2 separate regions of the Mustela erminea genome follow, and region 1 is linked to region 2. A link is a contact called in public Hi-C data. All regions are on one chromosome and are shown on one strand. Each heading gives the region's core, a stretch centred on a gene start, on an enhancer-like site or on the middle of the called end of the contact. The rest is flanking DNA. Distances are from core to core; before and after follow the strand shown.

Region 1 (2,700 bases), core at 34-2,533, 80 kb after region 2:
CTATACACCTCGGACCTTTCCGGTTCGCCCGTGCAGAGAGAAAAAGCAGCGGCGAAAGGAACCCCATAAGGTTTGCAAACAGCACCAAAATACGAACAGGAGAGGGGAGAAGTAAGTGGCAGGATCCCTGCGAAGGCTCACTGCTGGAAAATGGAGTGGGAGAGAGAACAGCTCTGGAGAGAAAGTGGGTCTTACATAAAAAGCCATTTACCACGTATTATTTCCCCAGAATTCTGGAATGTGCCCGAACTTGAAGGAGTGAGTCTGGGGGTGGAAGGGGGGGCTCCACGTGCAGAAGGGTCCGTAAAGAAGTAATGCAGGGCGACGAGGGGCCAGGGCCTGGCGGAAGGCCGGGGAGGAGGGGGTCGAGGCCGGCGCGCGCGGAGGGAGGCGGCAAAGGGGCGCCCCGCGGGGGCGCGGGGGCGGGCGCGGGGGCCCCGCGGTCCTGTCAGGCAGCCGGCCCACCGCCTCCACCCGCTGCCGGCCGCCAACGCACCCGGACCGCTGAGGGCTCTCCCGGACCCTCCGCGGCCCCAGCTGGGCCGGGTCTCTCGAATTTTCCACTAGGGGAAGCCGGCCGGGGGTATCGAGGCTCGCCCCCGCCCCCGCCCCCGGCCCCGGCCCCGGCCCCGGCCCTGGAAGCGGCGGGCGGAGGAGGGATGGTGCAGTGGGGAAGCAAAGGTCTCACCATTTTGCTCGGCGGTCGGCGGCTCGCGCGGGAGGAGAAGAGTGTCGGCGCTCAGAAGGGCTCCCGCAGGAAGCGGCGGCGGCGGCCCAGCTGCGCTGGGCTGTGGCGGCTGCGGCCCTCGGGACGCCCGCGGGGGAGGGGGTGCAGGTTGGGGGAAGGGAGGCGGTGCCTCGGGGCCCGCGCCGGCCGGGTGACTGGGCACACGGGAGCGAGCGGGGAAGAAGAGAAATTAAGGTCGAGATTCGGAGACAGAGAGAGAGGGAGGAGAGACAGCGAGAAAGGGGAGAGGCAGAGAGGCAGAGAGGAAGGGGAGAGGGGGGAGAGGGGGCCAGGCGGCTCGTGGGGTACAGCCTAGCTCTCGCGCCGGAGCCGTGACGGACTCACTGCAGTGGCTCGCGCTGACCCGCAACCTCAAGGCACGAAAAAGGGGGAGGGCGGGAGAGGGAGGGGAAAGCGGAGCGCGGCGGGGCGGAGGGCGGGGGCGCGCGCGGAGCCGGCGGGGGGGCGGGGCTTCCGCGAGCGGCGCACATCCGGGAACCCGCGCGCGGGCTCCGCGGCGGCCGCCGGGGTGCTCTGGCGAGCTCTGGTTGGGGATCGCGGTGCGCGCGACCACGTTCTCCCCACCGTGGGCCGCCCTTTGCGTGCGGTGCGGGGGGAGGACAGGGACGGGGGCGCGGACGTCGGTGACGTCGCGTGGCGGAGCCCTTCCTGTCATGTGGCTGGAGGCGGGCAGGTGGGAGGAAGGCTGGATCGGGAGGAGGAGGAGGAAATGCGGAGGGTGCAGTGAGAGGGAGGAAGTGCGAGGGGTGCCCGAGCTGTGGGCGAAGGCGTACTTGGTTCCAGGAGTAGGAACCTCGTGGGGGAGGAGCCGCAGATGAGCGGCCTTAAGGTGTCAGAGCCACCCAGGCACCGCACCAAAAGAACAAAAACCAAAAAAGAGGACTATCCGAGCCCTGGAGCTAGAAGAGGATCCGTTTGCTCAGGATTGCTATCTTTGCATCAGTGTACCGACTTGGACCCACTACAAAATGGCTCGGCGCATCTAGACTGTTTGTTGTTACCCCGGTGCAGCACCCGCAGGCCCACACCCCAGTAAGAGCTGGCAGGGTCAGGAGCCAGGTTGGAAAGGCAGGGAAGAAGAGCCAAAGCTGGCTACAGCTTGAGACTTGAGGAGCCACAAAACAGCTGAGTGGAAGGACTGCTTCCCACTCCCGCAAAGACTTCCTCACCCAGTTCTGTATTTTCCTTAAAGCCTCCAAGCTGCCGTTTGACGAGGTGCCCAGTGTTTGTTTTTGAAACACATTCGAAGATAGATTGCCCACTTATCCCTTTAGTAGGGCTGTATCTACTTTGGTGGCAATTACCATTCCCAGAAAATTCAGGCTGTAATGGGAAACGCAAGAGCATAAGGAAGAAAGTTATTGGGGGCTGGGGCGGGGTGGGGGGGGGGGAGCCGATGGGAGAGATGTAATAAGGCTAGTGAAGAAAACATTTTGCAACTATTTTAACCATTTATTCCTTTTCAAATTTTTTATAATCTTGAGGCTTATGTGTATGAAAGACGGGGAGATAATGTTTTCTGAGTGGTCAGAAACTCCTTATTGACAAATCTTTTGAATAGTTTATAAAAAGGTGTAGTGTTTTTAAAGCAGTCTTGTTGACGCTTCTCACATAAGAGTGTTATTCTTTGTAGTAATTATTTTTCCATGATAAGGGTGCATCTTTTCTAAGAGGCTCAGAGTCGTGCCCTCGGTCTCTCTGTCTCTCCCTCTCTTTTTCTAAGAACTACTTTGTGTCCAGATGAACAAAGAAAAGTAACTAAAACATAACAAATTGTCTCATATGGTAAATGCTTCAAGGAAAGACCAAGAAATTACACTGTTTCTTCTGCTATTTAAGTTTCTTATATGTGTTGCTATTTATATAATAGTATGTTACCTTCTAAAACGGAAAATTCCCTAAGCTAAAATGTGTGTCATTTATGTTTTTTAGGTATATTGTTTTTTTTTAAA
Region 2 (2,700 bases), core at 149-2,648:
TGGTAACTCGTTGAAAGAATAAATGGTTACGGGGCTCCTAGGGTGGCTCGGTCGGTTAAGCGTCTGCCTTTGGCTCAGGTCGTAATTCCGGGATCCAGAAATCGGGTTCCACATCCGGCTCCCTGCTCCGCTGAGAACCTGCTTCTCCCTATACCTCTCTTTCTTCTGTTTCTCATGAATAAATAAAGAGAAATATTTTACAAATAATAATAAATGGTTGCGTTGTCTCCTCCCATTACAGTGCAGGCATCCTGGAGCCTGCCTTGTCTCTGCTTGTATGAAAGAATATTTTATTATTTACTATTTATATTATTACTTAAATCGACCCTCCATAAACAACTGCTCACCGCCTAGAACCTCGAATTTAGATACGAAGTCTTAGTGTCACTTCCCAGAGACCTCGTGGTGGAATGGAAGAGTGGCTGCAGGAAGGGGCCAGCAGGGAGATGCACTGGCCAGCCGAGAATTCAGGACTCGAACCAAAGCCTTTTACGTCGGAAGTATTCCTCAGTTTGCGATCTCCTTCGCTGGTTCCGCGCAGCTCGAGCTGTGCTTCTGGCGGACGCTGGACGGAGGCTGGGGCAAAAAGAAATGCAAACTTCCCCCACCCCCGGATCCGCACTCGCCCCCTCACCAACGGCAGATCCTGGACCTGGGCAGTCTCGCCCGGCACCCACCTCCCGAAGCAGCTTTAGGTCCCCGTGCTGGATCTCGTACAGTTGGATGACGCCGGTGCCCCGGGCGAAGTTGCCCATGGTCACAAATTTGGCGCTGCAGGGCACCCATTTACAGTCAAATACCGTGTAGTTGAGTCCCTTCTGGATATGGGCGATGATCTGAGGTTTCTCGAAGGCCGACATGGTCCAGCCGGTTTCCCCTCCAAGCAGCAGCACATCCAGAGCCTGACAAAACACTAACCGGGAAACCAAACTCGAAACACAAACGACAGTTTCTTCCCCCCCACACCCCCCCGCCCTTGCCGTAGTCGCCTTGTTCGCCCTGGCAAGGTGGGTTTAGTTGTCTCAGATAATGCCTGATGCGCTACTGAAGTCAAGCCGATAGTTCTTCACTGAGAGCACAAATCTACTCATCGTCTTTACCTACTACCATTCCCACATACACATATTGGAGATGGCAATTGTTTCGGCTGTGAGTGGTGGAGCCAGAGGGGCACCACAGAAATCAGGCATAAATTAGGATGTCCCCGCCTTCCTACCCCCCCCGCCCGCGCAAACGCACAAAACCCTCCTTCAGGTCCCCTGCGTGGGACTTCTTGGGAAACGGGGCGGAGGCCTGGGGCTGGTTGGCGGACGCTGGACCCTGCGTGGCGCGCCTGCGCGGTGCGGCGGCGCTCGCGTTCGAGCCGGAAGCACATGTCGGAGCTGGAGATAACCGGGCATGGAAACGGAGATGGAGGCGCAGAGCGCGGGGGCCGAGGACGGCTTCACCCAAGTCACCCGCAAGGGTGGCCGGCGGGCGAAGAAACGGCAGGCTGAGCAGCTGTCCGCCGCGGGGGACGGCGGGGACGCGGGCCGCATGGACACGGAGGAGGCCCGGCCCGCGAAGAGGCCCGTTTTCCCTCCCCTCGCCGGGGATGGATTCCTGGTACTAGCGGGGACCGTGGGACGGGAAAGGGACCGGAGACAAAGGTGGGCCAAGCCGGTGGTCTCTGCGGGATGTTGAAAGTGCGGGGGCTCTTCTTTACTGACGTCCTTGTCTTGCACGAAGTTCATTTTTTCAGTTAAAGAAAGCTTCTTGTGGAAGAGCCGTCAGTTTACAGCTCCACCTCCATCCCTCGATCCATCTCCGGACTTGTGTGTTCTTTTATTGTAGAGTGGGAAAGAAGAAACAAGGAAAATTCCAGTCCCAGCTAACAGATACACGCCATTAAAAGAGAACTGGATGAAGATATTTACTCCTATTGTAGAACATTTGGGACTTCAGATACGGTTTAACTTGAAGTCGAGGAATGTAGAAATTAGGGTAAGGAGAATGTCAACCATTTCGCAATATATTAGGGTTTCTTTTTTCTACAGGGGTGAAAAAGCGTGAATAGACTTTCCTTAATGGGACTTATTTTGTTAAGTGGTCGTTATGCAGTTTTCTCAAGTAGTATAGTGAGTTTGAACTTCTTGAATGTCTTCAAAATCTGCTTCAGCACAAATGCTAGTTGAATTCATAAGGTGGACAAAAGGTCATAACCAAAATATTGGTTATGCCTGTGCGTGTATTTTATGATGCTCTTAGCAGAGCCGGATATGGGGCTGGATCCCAGGACCCTGCAATCATGACCTGAGCTGAAAGCAGCCACTTAACTGAGACACCCAGGTGTCCCTGAACTTGCCTTTTACATAGGGATCTAAGTCCCAAGTTCATCTGACCAACTCTGAACCTTTTTATGTCCACACCTGTGGGGGACTTTGCTGTTTGAAGAAAGCCCTCTACTGCATACTCTGTTTTCCAGCCTCGATTCCAGGCATCCCTTGGAGTCTGGCTCAAGTGCTTTTCTTCTTTACGATTGCTGTGTGTTTCAGTCCTTTCTGCGGAGCCTAGACTCTTACTGTGCTTGGCTGTCTTACGACTCGCAGAGGCATCAATTTGGATTCCACTCACACCTGTTGGGACTGCAGGATGCCAGGCACACAGTGGTGCTTTGGCATGCCCCACGTCATTTTAATCTTTCAGATAGGCCTGTGAAGT

What was found. A called contact is a pair of places that touch in the nucleus more often than the background predicts.
Region 1: a Hi-C map of spleen shows a contact between it and region 2, with 4 times the contacts expected there. The contact joins the enhancer-like site here to the promoter of PNO1 in region 2. A contact is called at or near these places in 2 of 3 Hi-C or Micro-C datasets (skeletal muscle and spleen).

Annotation. Positions count from the first base shown.
Region 1 is chr7:87,001,583-87,004,282 of mMusErm1.Pri, forward strand. No RefSeq gene overlaps it. Among named protein-coding and RNA genes, the nearest start is that of PPP3R1, 52 kb to the left of the region's middle. Within about 2 kb of position 1,284, the one cell type or tissue checked has open chromatin away from gene starts, as enhancers often do.
Region 2 is chr7:86,921,291-86,923,990 of mMusErm1.Pri, forward strand. PNO1 (RNA-binding protein PNO1) reads left to right here and starts at 1,399. Exons shown (of 5, transcript XM_032353693.1): 1 at 1,399-1,662; 2 at 1,834-1,983. The coding sequence starts at 1,399.